3 separate regions of the Mus musculus genome follow, and regions 2 and 3 are each linked to region 1. A link is a contact called in public Hi-C and Micro-C data. All regions are on one chromosome and are shown on one strand. Each heading gives the region's core, a stretch centred on a gene start, on an enhancer-like site or on the middle of the called end of the contact. The rest is flanking DNA. Distances are from core to core; before and after follow the strand shown.

Region 1 (2,921 bases), core at 62-2,561:
AGTCAAGTTGACAACAAAGAATAGCCAGCACATACCTATTAAGAACTTCACTAATGCCACTAAGGCATTTCATCCTCCATGTGAAAGCACACATATACAGAGAGAATTATGTACAAAAAAAAAAGCTTTTTATGCCAGCATTGCATATAGTAGCAAAACATTGGAGAGAATCCAAATGCCAATCAAGAGAATGCATAAACAAATTACGGTTTATTCATACAATAGAATGCCAATCAGCAGTTAGGAAGTACAAGCTGGCTCATGTGACAATATAGATTAGATAAGTCTGAAATATTATGTTGTAGAAAATAAATCACATAGAGAGGAAATCCTGTTTAGTTTATTTCTATCAAAATCAAAGTTTATTTAAATCAAAATAAGTGTTTCCTCTGGGCAAGGAGGGTCAAATGCCTAGAAAGCTACTTTAGAAAGGTAAAGTGTGGTTTCTGCACCACAGATCATATTCTCTTTTGTTTTTTTTTTAATTTACTTGCTTTATTTTCATTGCTACTGTGTCTGTGTGAGGGCATCAGAAACCCTGGAACTGGCATTACAGATAGCTGTGAGCTGCAGGGTTGGTGCTGGGAATTGAACCTGGATCCTATGGAAAAGCTGTCAGTGCTCTTAACCGCGGAGCCATCTTTCCAGCCCCATGATCACATTCTTGATTACACCATCTATACTTATGTGACACACTGAGATGGATTTTAAAGTTATTTTATTTTAAATTATGAAATATTTAAACATTTAAGTATCAGCCGGTGTAAATTATTGCATTAATAGAATAAATTACAAAGTTATGTAGTTATCTAAACTGGAACTCAAAAATATTTGATAAAATTCATCCTAATTGATGAATTAAAAACAAAAACAAAAGCAAACAAACAAACAAACAAACAAAATGACCTTGCATCAGGGACTGGAGAGATAGTTCAGTGGTTCAGAGCACTTATTTCTCTTGTAGAAGTAAACCCTGACAAGACAAGGGATGCAGGTGGTAGGATGCTTGACCTAGATTATTCACCACCCTAAGTGACTGGGAGCAGTTCTCATCAACAAAATAACCTTGGAGTTGGATGCTCTGAGGCTTAGGCCAATGGTAGTGGAAGTGGAAGGAGGGCTGCAAAGGCTGATTACAATAGCTCCTGCAACAGCAGCAGCAGCAGCAGCAGCAAGCAAGCAAGAAAACAGGTTGTTTTTGTTTTGGTTTTGGTAGGAATGTGTTTTTTAAGGAGAAAAAGGGGGAGTCTGTGCTAGGATGATTTGGTAAATTCTGATTGGACACATTAGCCAAATAAGGAATTTTGATTGTTGGACCTTGGTGTTTTGTCTCAGGGATTAGTCAGCAACCAAATAAGGGAATGGACCTTGAGGGCTAGTTTTAGGAATGTAATCTAACACTTCTTAGCAAGGGGGAGACAGATAAAAAGTAAAACATATTTGCCATTTTCAGGCCTGCTTGATCCCTTCAAGCGCGTTATCACAGAATCCCATAACGCTTCAAATACTGAAACCAAAGATACAGAAATAAGTAAACTGTTGGATCACGATTTCCAAATGTTTCTGGTATAAATAATCAATGATAAGAAGGAAGATACAAGCAAGCAGAGGAATTCAATATAGGACCAGCAGTGGGCAGGGGTGAGGAGGCAATAACAGAGGAACTGTCAGCAAAAGGGAGGAGAAAAATCAAGAAACATAAATGATCAGCAACATAAATAAAAAATATTGGTGAGGAACGTTGAGATGAGTGGATGTTTCGGTCACTTTTCTGTTGCTGTGATAAAACACAATGGCCAAAGACAACCTAAGGATTTGGCTTTCTGATCCAGATGTAAGGTTAATAACAGCGAGGGAGGCATGACAGCAGAGGGCCAGAGCAGGAAGCTGAGATAGATTCGTGAGGCAGGGACAGAGAACTGGACATGGAGTAAGGCAACTCTAAATAGCAACCCCTGTGATTAGCCAGGCTGCACCACAAAGAGGTGGTACCACCATAACATCCTCCAAACCCTGCTACCTACTCTGGACCAAGTGTTCAAATACTTGAGTCTGTGACAATGTTTCTTATTCAAACTACTACAAAAACAGGGCGCTAAGAAGAAATTCACCCTCACAGCACAATAAACTAGGAACCCCCTCATTCATTTGTGTCTCTAAAAGAGAGAGGAAGTAAAAGACAGCAACCCAACCATCAAGAAAAAAAAGTAACAACATTGCAGGAATTAGTAAATGGCATCAACTCACTGGTAGCTGGATGAAGATGGCTGACAGAATTATAAAACTAGATCTAGCTACCTTTTGTCTCCGAGAAATAGGGCACAGAAGTCCAAACAAAGCTGGCCTTCTATGAAATAGGGGGAACGAACACTACCAAACTGTCTTTATTAAAAACAGCATTGCCTTGAAAATGACCAGATAGAGATAAAAGAAGATTATAACCTTGTTTTTCTGATGAACATAGATAAATTCTTTTTAAAATTTTTTTATTCCTCTTGCAAGTATTATATGCTGACAGCAGTTTACCGTTCTTCCTTACCTCCTAATTCTCCTGCCTCATCCACTCCTCCTCCCACTCTCTTCAGAAAATTGCAGGCCTCTTTTGGATAGCAACCAAACCTGGCGTATAAAGTTGCAGGAAGACTAAACACCTCCCTTGTATAAGGTTGAACAAATCAACCCAGTAGGAGGAAAATGGTCCCAAAAGCAGGCAAAAGAGTCAGAGACAGCCCCTGCTCCCACTGTTAGGAGTCCCACACAAAGACAAAGATACACAGCTGTAACATATATGCAAAAAGCTTAGGTCAGACTCATGCAGGCTCTCTGCTTATCAGTTCATTCTCTGTCGGTCCATATGGGAGCCCAGGTTAGTGGATCCTGTGGGTTTTCTTGTGCTGCCTTGGACCCCTCTCGCTTCTATA
Region 2 (2,917 bases), core at 322-2,821, 83 kb after region 1:
CGCTTTTCTTCCCCTCTTTTTCCACATTCCAACCAAAGTAACCTACTATTTAAATATATAGGTGATATTCTTGAGACCAAAAATATTTCCTGCTTTGGATTTTGTTTTTCAGATCTGGAAATGCCTACACACACACAAGTTGGAAATGTGTTGGGAGACCTAACACATTTTATACATGAAGTTCATTTGCCTCATAAACACTTTATACACATAGGCTAGAGATAGTGTGTATAATGCTTAAAATAATCTTTTTCAAAAGCAAAGTTTCATGGTATGGCATTCTGCATTCCCAAATCATGTTGAAATTCAAAGCCTTTGAGATATTGGAATAGTTTGCATGTCAGCTTGGGGATGCTCAATTTGTATGCACACATTCCTCTATGGACCACACTCTGCATGGCAAGTTTGCTCTATTCCTCTCATATCGTCCTTCACCTGCTCATTAATTGTGCACACCCATGCATCTTTCTCTTTTCATCTCTGATGACCCACAGGAATCAACAGGGTTAGGAGTCTATACTTTTTTTAAATTTTTATTTTGTGTCTAACACATGTTTTTCCACATAGTATATGCCCAACAGAAATAGACATGAAAGCTGTTTGAGGCAGGTACTGAAGACGCTGGTCTTGACATTATAATACCATGAGGAGTTCCGACCTGCAGACTCCCATGGATCTCTGACCTCAAGGGTATGCAGTGCTTAAACTGACTGCCACCATTACTGACACCGGAGCTAAGATGGTCTGTGTTTTGTGTTGTTTGAAAGGAGTTAGAAATTGGCTTAAGAGTTTAAGTTTGATGTTTTATAAACTTTATTTAGGCCCATATTTTAAATGAAACAAATAGATTCAGAATTAAAAAGGAACAAAGTGCCCTTTTGGTGCAAACCTGGGTGGCTTCCTGTCTACGATGATGGAGAGAAGAGGGAATTAGGACCACCTGGGTAGATTATCCCCAACAGTGGAGAAAATTGCACAGGGAAAACTCACTTTCCACTCCGTTGGACGCCAATTGCTTTCTTGGCTGTGGTATTATGGCTAAAATCTTATTTAAAAATAAATATAGTGGCTAGCATTTAAGAGACAGGCCCAATTTCATCAAAACTGGGCTTCAATGCAGTGAGGTGAATTTCACGGAGGCCACCCTGAAGTTTTTTTACCCTGACCTTGGTCTTAGGCTGAATTGCTAGAAACAGGGACATACTAAGGTTTTCTAATCTGTCTTCACCTGTTCCCTAATGAATGTGAGCCTGTCTATGAAAAAGGATGGACAACACTCAGCTGGCAAATTTTCTTTCTTTGGTTATTCTCTCTGGAGCTCAGCTGTGATTATGCCTCACAAACAAAAATATCGTTTTCTGGGAAAGGCAGCTTTTGGGTTTTTAATTACTAGTGATGCTAACTCAGTCCACGGTGAGTCATTAAATCATGGCAGTACTCTGTAGTTCTTACTAAAGAGAATCGTAAGGTTTATCCCTAGGCCTCTAACCTCAGGCTCTTTGAAGAGGTTATACTTGGGTTTGTTTACTGTGCTGAGTAATAACTGGCTTGTCTCTGATAAGCTCTGGTTATCTAAGTGCACAGTTCTTCTGGCCAGCTTTGGGCACTGATAGCTTTCCTAAGCTTTTGAAGGCCTAGATAAGCAGTTACTTTCAATATATTCCAGTTTGCTGATTTGTTTCTTAAAGAATTAAAAAAGCAAAAAATAGAGCTAGTGGGATGACCAGACAAAAAAGCACTTGACCCTCAAACCAGGCAACTTGAGGACAATCTCTGGAAGCCACCTAGGAACCAAGCTGTGGTAGCCTAGAGTACACAGCAGCAAGACACTGTAAGAGAGACACTGCCTCAAGGTGGTAAAAGGAGAGAACTGTCTTTCAAAAGTTGCATTCTGACCTCTACACTCAAACTGTGTGATATACAGGCACACCCTCAATCACACACACACACACACACACACACACACACACACACACACACACACACAGAGAGAGAGAGACAGAGACAGAGACAGAGACAGAGAGACAGAGACAGAGACAGACAGAGACAGGCAGAAAGACATACACACTAACAAATAAATAATACAAGTGTGGGCTAGTGAGATGGCTCAGCAGGTGTGGGCACTTGCCACCAAGCATATTGACCTGAGTTAGAGCCCCAGATTCCACTTGGTGGAAGGAGAGATCCAACTCCTGCAAGTTGTCCTCTGACCTCTGCATCCATGCCTCAGCACGTTCCCACCCACTCTGCAGTCCCACACCTAAATAAATACATGTAAAAAGTTAGTCTGGTAAGGGAAGACAAAGCAGCCAATGAGTGGAACACACACATAGTGCAGAGCAAGTGAACCTTTGGGGATACTGTTTTGGTGCAACGTGTGTTGGCCATGTTGACACGTAATTTGGCCTCTATTATATTTCATGAGGGCACATAACTTAAAATTAGAATCTCAAACCCCAAGTCCTAGCTGTACCTTTCCACACAGAACGCCTATGGCAGAACGTTTGGTCAGCTATGTCCAAGTTAATTTAAAAGGGATAGATTAGGGAGGTCATTTTCTTTTCTTCTGTGAAGTCTTCACTAGCACCTGTCATTTCCATGGATGCTGTCTTCCATCAATATGTTCTTGTTGACAGAAATGACTTTTGTGAATTTCTAGACTTCTAAATATTTCCTCTTCACAGTAGTGTTGTGAAGGAAGAGGCCCCTAAATGGAATGTAGTTGAAAGGAATTAACCTAAGAAATATATTCACCTACGATTCTATGACCATAAAATAATTCCTGCCAAAGTTAGATATTAATTCATTCATGAAACACATTTTTACTATGTGTTATATCTCAGACACTGACCCATGGATGAGATGAACTCGTGGTGAACAGGTCAACTATGTTGCTCTCAGTAAAACTGAGAGCTCA
Region 3 (2,700 bases), core at 45-2,544, 110 kb after region 1:
TGTTTCATTGCACTATTTTCATTGTTTTTCTTTTAAACCTTTTATGGTCCATGATCTGTTTTTCTATGGTTGTGGCATCTTCTTGTGTGACCTTGTGTTGATGACTGTCAAGGGCTACATTTTCACCTTTGTCTTCTCTTAGCTCAAGTCTTACACCTAGAAAACTCTTCTTCAACTCCTCTGTCTTTGCAGTTATACCATTCATTTCTCTTCCTACAAACCATGATGCCTTGAAATGTCACTAGCCCATTCCTTCCCATCTTCACCTTCCACGCAACATTAGCTATTAATGTAGCCTCTGTTGGTTTTTAGAGTCCCATTCTCATCACTTTTGACCAAGTCTCCAACCTTGCCTTGTTGCCCTGTTTCATTTTCTATTCCATTCTTGAACCTTCAACTTTGCTTGGGGATCTTTTCTTTTCTCCTCTTTCTCCACACTCGGCTTCTAAGATGAGGTCATTTCCTACACCTGACATCTGGCTCCTGATTTTGTATTTCCTATATTGGTTATGTTAATATGATTTAAATACTGCTTTGCAGCTGTGAATTTCTTCATAACTTCCGACAATTGTTCAGTGTCTATGCAAAATCCAAGTTCTTTAGTCTCTAATAATCCACCTTCAACATGTCCTCTTGATTCATCTTAAAGCCATTGCTCTCCCAATTCAATACTTGTATTTCACAAAATTGGACTTTTGGTATAACATGTAAATTCTGTCCTTGGATCTTTACATATGCAGGATAAGCTACCTGCAGTTGTGGCCTACTTACACAAGCTTATCTTTGGAATCTAAATCAGGTCTTCCATTTTTATTAGCATTGGAGATGTAAATGAGGAAAATACCTAATAAAAATATTAAAAAAGGAAAGAAAAAGAAATCTGCCCACCACGCAGTCTTCTCCCAGTTAGGTGACTCATTTATGTTAGCATTTACTCTTTGCAGCCTGGAGATTTTTTTTCCTCTCTGATGCATATGTTCTTGCTCCTCGTTCTCCTTGTGTCATGCCGATCTGGCATGGTGCCTTGCTCAAACACAGTTTATGGTAGCAATGAATGATACTAATAAAAGTAGTTCCTTGCCACTCCTCCAGGATACTACTCCACCCACGAAGTAAACTGTTATCAACATTACCTTGAGGGTTTATCTATTAAAAACACTTGAAAAGTTTTTAGGATGATAAATAGGCAAATCTCTGGCAGCATCTTCAAATGCCAGCCTTGAGATTGACACATATGTGTGACTAAGCAAGAACAAAACAATGAGTTACAATTGATTTTCATGGGCCAATGCAGACTTCTTTTTCATGCTACGACCTTGGCCTACTTTGATATCTAGCCAAATGACTCCTTTTCCCTGGGAACATTTGTTCCTGGCTTTTTATCTCTTTGTATTTCAGGCTTCCTCTTGCTCCAGAAATGCCCTGTTACTGCAGTGACTTCTTTGCTGTTTCCAGGAGAGTGAATGCCATTCACTAACCTCTGACCCCCACCCCCTTCAGAAATTTTTCCAGTGAGAAATCTGATTGGTGGATCACTGGTTGTTGAATATTCTGAAACCCATATTTGACACAATTCTTCAGTGTCTTTGTGATTCACTGTTCATAAAATTTGGAAAGTTTCTGAACTCAAGTTTTTTTTTTTTAATTCAGACTTTGCAGAACTAATATTTCTGATTCGTTATGTCTGAATTGAGGAAAGGAACCTAAGAGTGTCAGGCTGGCTATACAGTGTAACTTATCAATGTAGTATCAATGATATTTTCATATCTTAGAAGTAACCCAAATTCTGCCATTCTGTGCTTCAGTCAACAGTTCTCTCTCTCTCTCTCTCTCTCACTCACTCACACACACACACACACACACACACAGGGAGAGAGAGAGAGAGAGAGTGACAGAGAGAGAGAGAGAGACAGAGAGACAGAGAGACAGAGAGAGAGAGAGAGACAGAGAGAGAGAGAGACAGAGAACTACTTGAGACCAGATGACCAACTAGGGACCTCAGTGCTGGGTAAGACTATTTCTCCCATTCTCAGCATCCCTAGTTGTCTGTAGTTCCTTGTCTCTAAGTGAGGCCCTGCAGGATTTCCCCTCTTCTACACCGGTATGTCTATTAGTATTGTCAGTATTGGGGTCTTGCTTAGGTAGCCATACTGTCTAGGGTGTAGCATCCCTGTCGTTTCTAGAAGACACAGTCTCACAGCAGATTTCCTGGTTCTTTGGCTTGTATAATCTTCTTGCTCCCTCTACTGAAATGTTCAGTGAATCTTAGTTTCAAGAGTCCTGATATAGCTGTATCAGTGGGGGCTAAGTATCCCACAATGCATTTCTTCTCTGTTTTTTTTTTTTTTGCAATGATCTCCTTCTGTTGTAAAAAGAAGTTTATTTGATGAGCAGTAAGAGCTACATGTATTTCTAAGTATAAGGATAAATATTTAGAATGCATGTGGGAATTAAGCACCATTATTGTTAACATCTAGGCATGGGACATTTCAAATACTACCCACTGGTGGGTGAATTAAAACAGTGCATATGCATTCATTAGTATATTCATCATGAAGAAACAAATTATATACTAATTCATTCTACATCAATAAGCATTGAAAACACAGATGGAGTGGCACACTGGTTGATGAGAGAGTGATCATCCTGACATGCAGCTAACAAATCAGTACCTGGGCAAATTGCGTCCTGCTGGTGGAT

Evidence for each region. A called contact is a pair of places that touch in the nucleus more often than the background predicts.
Region 2: a contact with region 1 is called in a Micro-C map of granulosa cells, with 2.3 times the contacts expected there. The contact joins two enhancer-like sites. A contact is called at or near these places in 5 of 484 Hi-C or Micro-C datasets (embryonic fibroblasts, embryonic stem cells, granulosa cells and 2 more), 1 of 115 datasets of contacts at active chromatin or transcription factors (embryonic stem cells) and 3 of 9 other capture datasets (adipose tissue, embryonic stem cells and pancreatic islet).
Region 3: a contact with region 1 is called in a Hi-C map of Sertoli cells, with 2.9 times the contacts expected there. The contact joins two enhancer-like sites. A contact is called at or near these places in 8 of 484 Hi-C or Micro-C datasets (Sertoli cells, embryonic fibroblasts, embryonic stem cells and 3 more) and 1 of 115 datasets of contacts at active chromatin or transcription factors (embryonic stem cells).

The regions. Positions count from the first base shown.
Region 1 is chr6:5,678,625-5,681,545 of GRCm38.p6, forward strand. No RefSeq gene overlaps it. Among named protein-coding and RNA genes, the nearest start is that of Gm46983, 36 kb to the left of the region's middle. Within about 2 kb of position 1,312, at least 8 of the 459 cell types and tissues checked have an H3K27ac peak or open chromatin away from gene starts, as enhancers often do. A contact at or near this core is called in Sertoli cells and granulosa cells, where this site is marked.
Region 2 is chr6:5,761,575-5,764,491 of GRCm38.p6, forward strand. All of the region lies in intron 2 of Dync1i1 (dynein cytoplasmic 1 intermediate chain 1), which reads left to right. Among named protein-coding and RNA genes, the nearest start is that of Dync1i1, 37 kb to the left of the region's middle. Within about 2 kb of position 1,572, at least 6 of the 459 cell types and tissues checked have an H3K27ac peak or open chromatin away from gene starts, as enhancers often do. A contact at or near this core is called in granulosa cells, where this site is marked.
Region 3 is chr6:5,793,292-5,795,991 of GRCm38.p6, forward strand. The region is part of intron 5 of Dync1i1 (dynein cytoplasmic 1 intermediate chain 1); the gene reads left to right. Among named protein-coding and RNA genes, the nearest start is that of Gm34527, 25 kb to the right of the region's middle. Within about 2 kb of position 1,295, at least 16 of the 459 cell types and tissues checked have an H3K27ac peak or open chromatin away from gene starts, as enhancers often do. A contact at or near this core is called in Sertoli cells and granulosa cells, where this site is marked.